2 separate regions of the Triticum aestivum genome follow, and region 2 is linked to region 1. The links are chromatin contacts, called in public Hi-C maps. All regions are on one chromosome and are shown on one strand. The core of a region is the stretch at or near the end of the contact, and the rest is flanking DNA. Distances in the headings are between cores, read along the strand shown.

Region 1 (3,922 bases), core at 784-3,283:
CCATCGACTGTCCAAAAATATGAAATGATAGGTTTTAGCCAAATATGCTAGCCTGGGGATAAAAGGACATAGTGTTACCATAGAAGAGCTAACACCTTGTGGTTTTCATTTTGCAGTAAAAAGTAGACGTTAAAATGAATACTAAAAAAAGGCAATTTGAATAAACTTGCATATTAATTCGACATGTTAGTCAATAAGATATGATAGGAGTAGCACCTCCGATGCATATAAGAATATAGCTTGTGATAAAATAAAATAGCAATGTCAATATATGCTTCAACAATAATCTCACAAATTAGCATTAAACAAATATTACATCAGGTAGAATTCTAACTGATGTGGAAAAAGAACACTTGCCGGAAGATGAAAATCACCAATAAAGATAATTGCTATGTGATTCAAGAAACTGTCAATAGAGCTATTCATATTATTTATTTTTAATTCTGGCATGCAGTTACATATGGTAGACATCAAGGTGTTGATGAACAATCACACAAAATGATAATTATATATGGAAGTTTACATATTAATTGTACTAGTTGAAATGGATATTATCCAGAAGAGTCACACTGGACAACGTTAAAGCTCTAACAGTGCTATGGAACCTATTGTATCAAAAGGGCGTGGCATTAATATTATGAAGTCCCCAGGAGCAAATGTATGTATCATGTGTCCGGCACTTGATAGTTTAACCAGCTTTTATGTTGTAAATAGGAAATTCCATGGGTTAGATTTTACAAGGAGTTGTAAACTTGTGATTGTCAGTTGGTAGAGGTACATTATAGCAGCTGTAATGGTTAACTAGTAAGTTGTAAATAGAAACATGGCAATATGGCATCAGGCTGGCAATGCAATCGATTTACCTCCGCGCTAATTTGACGATGCAATATAAATTAATCTTAACCACATTACTAGTAACAAATAACAAGAGCTGCTCACTCGGGAAAGAACATCTTAAGGTCCAAGCTAGCATTGCTGAAGAAGGAAAAGGATGTACCCTTGTCGTCGTTGTCCTCGGGCTGCAAGCCGTCACAGCGCTGTGCGGAGCCCCACTGCATCCGGTAGCAGGTATTGTGCTCGATGATGGGGCGCTGGCTCCAGTCCCCCCTCAGCCTGGGGTTAAGGTGCAGTATCCTGGGTGGGTCCTCGCCGTCAACGGCGCGCAGGCCCTGCAGCTCGACCATGAACTGCGAGACGTGCACGGTCCCGTCCCCCTGGCGCATCCTGGCGAGCTGCGGCACGTATTCCTTGTGCGCTGACCTAGGCGTGCCGATGACGGTGACAGCGGAGCCAGCGGCGAGGCCGCAGGGCAGGAAGACGACCCTCCCCCGCGCGCGCACGGAGACGGCGGCGGGGCACTTGTCGGTAGAGGCGGCATCGACGGCGGCGAGCTCCCAGGGGTCCCCGGCGAAGGCTGCGGCGTCCTCCCAGGCGGTGAGCCCGAGCGACCAGGCGTCGTCGGCCATGCGGTCGAGCGCGGAGCGGTTGCGAGCGGCGATGTCGGGGAGGGAGACGCGGTCGTAGCGGTGCCAGAAGGGCTGGACCTGGAACAGGGTGGCATTGGAGGAGGACGAGTTGCCTGGGAGGAGAGGGGGAAGGTGGTCGGTGGAGGATGGGGAGGAGAAGGCGGAGTCAACAGCGGCGAGGTCGGCGGTGGCAAGGTCGAGGACGCGGCGGAACTTGAGGGAGATGAGGATGAGATAGGCCACCCCCGCGACGAACACAAGGTGCGACGGCCGCCACCGCCGCGCCATTGCCCTCGCTCAGCGGCCCGTAGCCAACCCCACCTTCGCGCTCTCGGGCCCCGCAGTGGACGGCGACAGCGATCTCTCTGTAGTCAAGCGCGCGGCGAGGGCAGGCCCGCCGCGTCACGCCTGCCGCCGGCCAGCGGAGGCGGTGCGCCGGCCGGATCTGGCGCGCGCAGAGGAGGCGTGGAATCGGAGGCGGGGGCGGAGTTGGAGATGCTCGCGCGTGCGTGCGGGGAGGTCGGGCAGTGGGGAGAAATGGAGGGGCGTCGTGGCTGGCTGGCTGGCCGCCCGTGATGTGGACATGTTTTCCTTCTTGTTTGGTTTGGTTCCGGCCGGCCGAGTGGGACTCGACGAGGCGCGTGAGTGGCTGCCCGGTTTAGTCCGGTCGAGCGGTGTTTGCCACGTCGGGTTACAGCATCTACAGCTGCAAGCGTCACCCCTGTACCCCTCCCCTCGTTTCAAGACCACGATACGAAAAAGGGTTTCCCCGCTTTATATTACAACCAACAATATAAGCTGGGGCGAAAGCAGCACAATTATAAAAAAAAATACCGATAACGGTGGATTGACAAAACAGTGTTAAAAACAGTTCATGCAACGTTAAAAACAGTGTAGGTAGTTCATCAACGCACATTACAAAAGTAAGAGTTCTTATATATCTCATCGGACTATCAAAAATTTACATGTTCTAGTTATCTATTGAGAAAGTTCACCTGATGTTGTCCTTGCCCTTGTTCTATCCCTTGCCCTTGTTATGATCGTCGCCGCGGAAGTAGCGGTCGAAAATGCAATATAGGTCAAGTCGGATCCGCTCACTATCGTAGTTGTCGGGTGCGTCACCGGCCTCCTCCTCCTACTACTCCTCCTCTTTCGTGGGCAGTCCGGCCAGGGCACGGACTGACCTAACTGCCTGGGTTTGCTCCAGTGCGAGGGCACACGTTGTTCAGACTTCCCACTTCGCAGGATGCAGGCACAAAAGGGCATCCACGCTCTTATCTTCCGCGGGCTGGTCTGATGCGGTGTACGACTCGGCCTCCGCGGTGCGCACAACTTCTTCCTCGCACGGTGGGCACACCGCTCCTCAAGGCATCTATGATTGTGTCGTCTCACAGCGTTGGACCTCAGATTTGGAGCCTGGCATCGCAGGACAAGGCTCCACCGCAAGGGTTGTGTTGCCAACCTAGAGTCGTCCGATTCGGCGCGTTGATACCTCCAGCCGGTACTCATCGCCTTTGGTTCCGGCGTGGTCACGTGCCTCAAGTCGCCGGCGCCACTGGATCCAAGCCCCACTTGCGCGTACGCAATGAATTCTCGCTGAAGTGACTCCAAAGGCAAAGCTTGAGATTCCTCACGGGACCGGTAGAGAGCCAGCCAGGCGTCTAACTCCTTGTCCACACATGGGACGAGGTTTTATGATGGTGTAATACACCAGAGGTGGCCCCTTGGTAGGAAACCTGGTTGCAAGCCCACCTCGGGGCGCAGGTGGCCTGGCAATGGTCTGGCGTGAGGGGGCAGCCCGGAGGCCCGAGATCAAGAGAACATCTTGGTGTGCAAGCCAAGATGGCGGCGACATGAGATCATCGAACCCCATGTAAACCCTAGCCCACGTCGTCTATATAAGATGGGGATAGGGGTAGATATTCTGATCTACAACATAGACTATACTCTCGATAGCCATATACCTTTCTCCATTGTAACCCCCTCGCAAGAGGTGCTCCAACACGAATACAAACCAGAAGCAGGATGTAGGGTATTACCTCACCACGAGGGCCTGAACCTGGGCAACCCCTTTGTGCGAACTCCCCTCTGGTACTTCCGGGCGCATTTGCCACCCTACCGAGCACACTGGAGGCTTCCGGACCGTTGGTTGGCGTGCCACTCAAGGTTGCGTCGGTTGGAAACCGAATCCATATTAGATCTACCATCACTCCTTCAGGCCTCGCGCTAGGAGAGAGTCCTTGTCACATCCTAGTTAGCCATGCATTAGAGTGTTGCATCATGTTTACTCTTTCATCAGAAACTTGAAATGGGGATCTGTGAAACCCTCAGAATCATTTTGAAAATGACCCAAATAAAAATTTCTCCAAAAGGATCCAAGAAAATGTTCATGTTGCTCTCTGAAAATATTGGACAGAGATAAAAATCAAACCAATATTTTTAGTGGCTCATGGACA
Region 2 (3,922 bases), core at 661-3,160, 730 kb after region 1:
GGCCATTTGCTGCTGTGGTTGTGGACCACGGGGAGGGTAGAAGACCCTCAAGAAAAGGCCAAAAGCACAGTAGCCAACGGTGGTTGATATTTGTAGTATAACAAGAAACACGCGGATTACCATTTACCGTCCCCTCACTTTCTCTGTCCAAAAATCTTCTCCTCTTATCTTTTCTTCTACGCGAAACTTTTAATTTATTTATCTTCAATCATGGCAGTATAACGAACATCATATAAAATAAAAATTACATTCAAATCCATAGACCATCTAGCGACGACTACAAACACTGAAGCAAGCTGAAAGCGTGCCATCGTCATCACCCCGTTGTCAATTAGTTTGGCGGAGAGGGACATAGAGAATCAAAATCAAGAGCCTATCAATCAATAAAAATGGAAAATTAGTTGGCTATCGATCGCTAGCCTACCCCTTCCTACTCCCCTCCCAAGCGAACAAAAGATTAGGATTCCTGCCTACAGTCGGCGGCAACACCGATTTAATTCATCTCCTGTGGCGTAAGGGCCATGGGCGTGTGGTGGATCCCGACCACTGTCGTCGGGAAGGCTCAGTTGTTAGATGTTTCTTTGAATCGGTTAGGATTTGTGTTCTGCTCATGAAAGTGAGACGACGGCGTCTCCCTGAAGATGGAATAAGATTTTCCCTGCCTAGCCCCCATCTCAGTGGTGCTTCTAGCATCGTCGGAGCCCGTGTGGAGGTATGTTTCACGAGATTTAGTTGGTGGTGGTCTTTGATGGATCTGCTCCTAACAACAAGTTTTGCCCAGCCCCGACGAGGGAGGGAGGGGGGTGATGACGACACCACACCTTCGGCTTGTTTCAGTGTACAACCTGGCTAGGTGGTGTCCCGGATCTGAATGTAACTTTACTGTTTGTTGTACTGGCATGATCGTAGATGAATACTCCCTCCGTTTCTAAATATAAGTCATTTTAGAGATTTCAACAAGTGCCTACATACGGAGCAAAATGAGTGAATTTATAATCTAAAATATGTCTACATACATCCGTATGTTGTAGTCCATTTGAAATGTCTAAAAAGACTTATATTTAGAAACGAAGGAAGTAGATTGGAATCATGAAACGCAACGGCCCTGGTGATGGGCGTTGCCTGCTCTGCGGGCCTGAAGAGGACTCAAACCATATCTTCTTCTCCTGCGTATCCGCGCAGTTCCTCTAGAACTATTTCCGTGAGATAGTGGGTGGAAGCTGGGACCACAACAACTTTCCCGCCTTTTTTGCCGAACTCCAGGCGTTAGCACCTCCGGCTCGCCACATTAGGTGGCTGATCATTGGGGTGCTTGCCTGGACGCTGTGGACTGTTAGGAATAAGCTTGTGATTCAGCGTATCCCTCTTCGCCGCGCTACTGATGCTTTGTTCAAATGGTCTGGTTACTTGTAGCTTTGGCGGCCGCTTAGCCGCCCCAGGGAGAGAGACGCCATCACCTCCATCATCATCCAGCTTCGTGTGATGGCTCTCCGGATGGCTCCACCGCTTTCCCCACCACCGGAGCCGGATTAGATCTTCTCTACTTCGCCGCCACCGCCGTTTATGTGTTGTGCATGTCGTGTGTGTATGTTGGGCTTGTTGTGCTGTGCCCACAGCTGAACCTGGGTGTTGTGTGTTTGTGTGTGTGTTGGATTTTGCCTGCGGCGGCGTTGTGTGTTGTTCGGTTGGTACCTTGATAACTTTGTGCCCCGTGGTTGCTTTATTTATAAAGCGGGGTGAAAATTTTTTTGACGACGGGAAGGTTTGGTAAAAAAAAATACAATGCAGCCAAGCCAAAGTGCATTCGGGCCTGCTGGGTCTGGGCCCACAGCCTGGCTGCCTTCCTCCTCCCCCCTCCCCGTCTCCTTTCCGTTTGGTGTCCTTTTCTCCATAGGAAGCTGTGAAGCCCACCCAAATCCACACCACGGCAGGACTACTAGTACTAGTACACCGAGCCAAAGAAGAGAATGTTCTTGGATCCCCTTCCCTGCCTGCCACAACATTCCTACTCCCCCACACTTCCAGTCCCCATAAACAAACAAACCAACAAACCACTGGTCATCGACCTCTCTTCCTCATCTTCTTCTTCCGGGACGGTCTATTCCTTCGTTGAGTCGGGATCTTGGGCGGCAGAATCCAGGAGTAATTCGGCGGGTGGGCTTAGTTAGGTACCACAGTTATCCAAAGGTCCGCCGGCCCTTCTTTTCCACGTCTCCAGAGGTCGCCGGAATCTCTCCTCACCAGTGGATGTGCAATCTCGTGCGTCCTCTCCGCGTAATCTGGGCGCCCTTCGCCTTCCACATCGCAGCAACGTCTCGGGGGATTTTGGGCTAGATTGAGGTTTTGCGTGCGTGTTCCTGTGTGGGGAAAGTGCTTTCCTTTTCTATTTTCTTTCCCTTGGTTTCTCGAGGATTTGGTTCTGGTGTGTGCGGGGGGGCGGAATCTTTCTCTGCCTTTGATCCCAAGGAACCGGCCGCCTCGTTCATGTAGTGCGGCGTCCGCTGGAACCTGGGACTCCTAACATGGCCTGCCTCAAGCTGGGATCAAGGGCTGATGTATTCAGGAAGCAGGGTCAAGACTGGTATGAACAGCTTCTCTCTCTTTCTTCATTTCCCCCAACATGATCCTCTGCCATGTCTAGCCTGCACATTTCCTCATGGTTGCAAATGACAATTTTAACATCTTATTAAAGTTGCTTCACCTTTTAATACGTGCAATGTTTTCATTACTTGCTCTATTTGCTGCCATAATTACCACCGTAGACATTGGAGTGTTTGTCTGTGTGAGGTTGGGCACGATAGGAAATGTACCTGCCATTACTTCTTTCAGGAATTAGAAAAATAATTGAATAGGTGCCATATGTGTGTACTAGAAGCTCCCATGCATCATCCATGGCCCAACCTCTTCCTGTTGGCCTCATCTGGGGTACTGATTATAATATGCTAACCAACTCCTTCTGGATGGAAGGCTCTAATCAAAACATCGAGCCCAGGCCAGCTAGGAAAACTACAACCGTTTTTGTTTTTAAGCTGATGCAACTTTCTGGGAGGACTCACTACCAGTTATTTACCTAAAGACAGCCTGTTAATCAATATCATTATGCTAAGGCTGTCATTTCGATGCATTCAATGCTCGTACCGTTTGGACGACTTCATCTATTCGTGGAAAAATGGAACCTACCTTTTATACTACCATTTTTGGGTGTTATTGAGATCAAGGCAGTGGTGGGTAAATGGAGCAGAATGCCTGTCCTGGATTAGCATTTATTCCCCCTTTCCATGAGAAATATTGTCTCGCTCTCGCCTGACTTTTGGGACCGGCCGTTCTTATGTTCAGTACTTGCTGGAGCTGCACATGTTGGACACTAAATGTGCCATATTGATGCCTCCAAATTCTGTTCTCTCGTCACAATCATGCCGAGCATTACTCCGTCAGATACCGGTCCTGGAATATGTAATAAACTGCTACAAATCTGAAACTTGAGATTTTTTTTATCTTTTGGGTTACGGTTAGAAGGCTTATAGCTAATCTCTTATTTGGTCTCTTGTATCCTATTTAAGTGCAATCTTTTTTTAGAACCAACTTTATTAGGCACATCACTTGATCAACACTTCTAAATACATCTAACCTGTATTTACAAGAGAGAGAAACAATTGTGACATATGAACTTTGATTATTATTTTCAATTCTGACCATGGATATTTTAGTGCATGTTCTGTGTGCATACAGTCTAGAAATTAGGAAGTCAAGCACATTAATGTGCCTTGGAGCTGGTCGTGATCAATGTTCAAGATATCGGTAACTAGTACCATATCGTTCGGGTGCTGAGTAGTGACAAATAGGCGAATTTTCCAGTTAATTGGCCAAGAAATCAGTTAATCGGCTGTTCGGTGACCCACCGAGTAGCGATTAACTGACCGAG

What was found. A called contact is a pair of places that touch in the nucleus more often than the background predicts.
Region 2: a Hi-C map of leaf shows a contact between it and region 1, with 5 times the contacts expected there. The contact joins the promoter of LOC123147452 here to the promoter of LOC123147451 in region 1. A contact is called at or near these places in 2 of 5 Hi-C or Micro-C datasets (both in leaf).

The regions. Positions count from the first base shown.
Region 1 is chr7A:441,780,482-441,784,403 of IWGSC CS RefSeq v2.1, forward strand. It overlaps LOC123147451 (hydroxyproline O-galactosyltransferase GALT2), which reads right to left and starts at 2,034. Exons shown (of 7, transcript XM_044566699.1): 1 at 998-2,034; 2 at 1-7. The coding sequence starts at 1,754.
Region 2 is chr7A:442,506,894-442,510,815 of IWGSC CS RefSeq v2.1, forward strand. It overlaps LOC123147452 (BTB/POZ domain-containing protein At1g30440), which reads left to right and starts at 1,911. Exons shown (of 4, transcript XM_044566700.1): 1 at 1,911-2,581. The coding sequence starts at 2,523.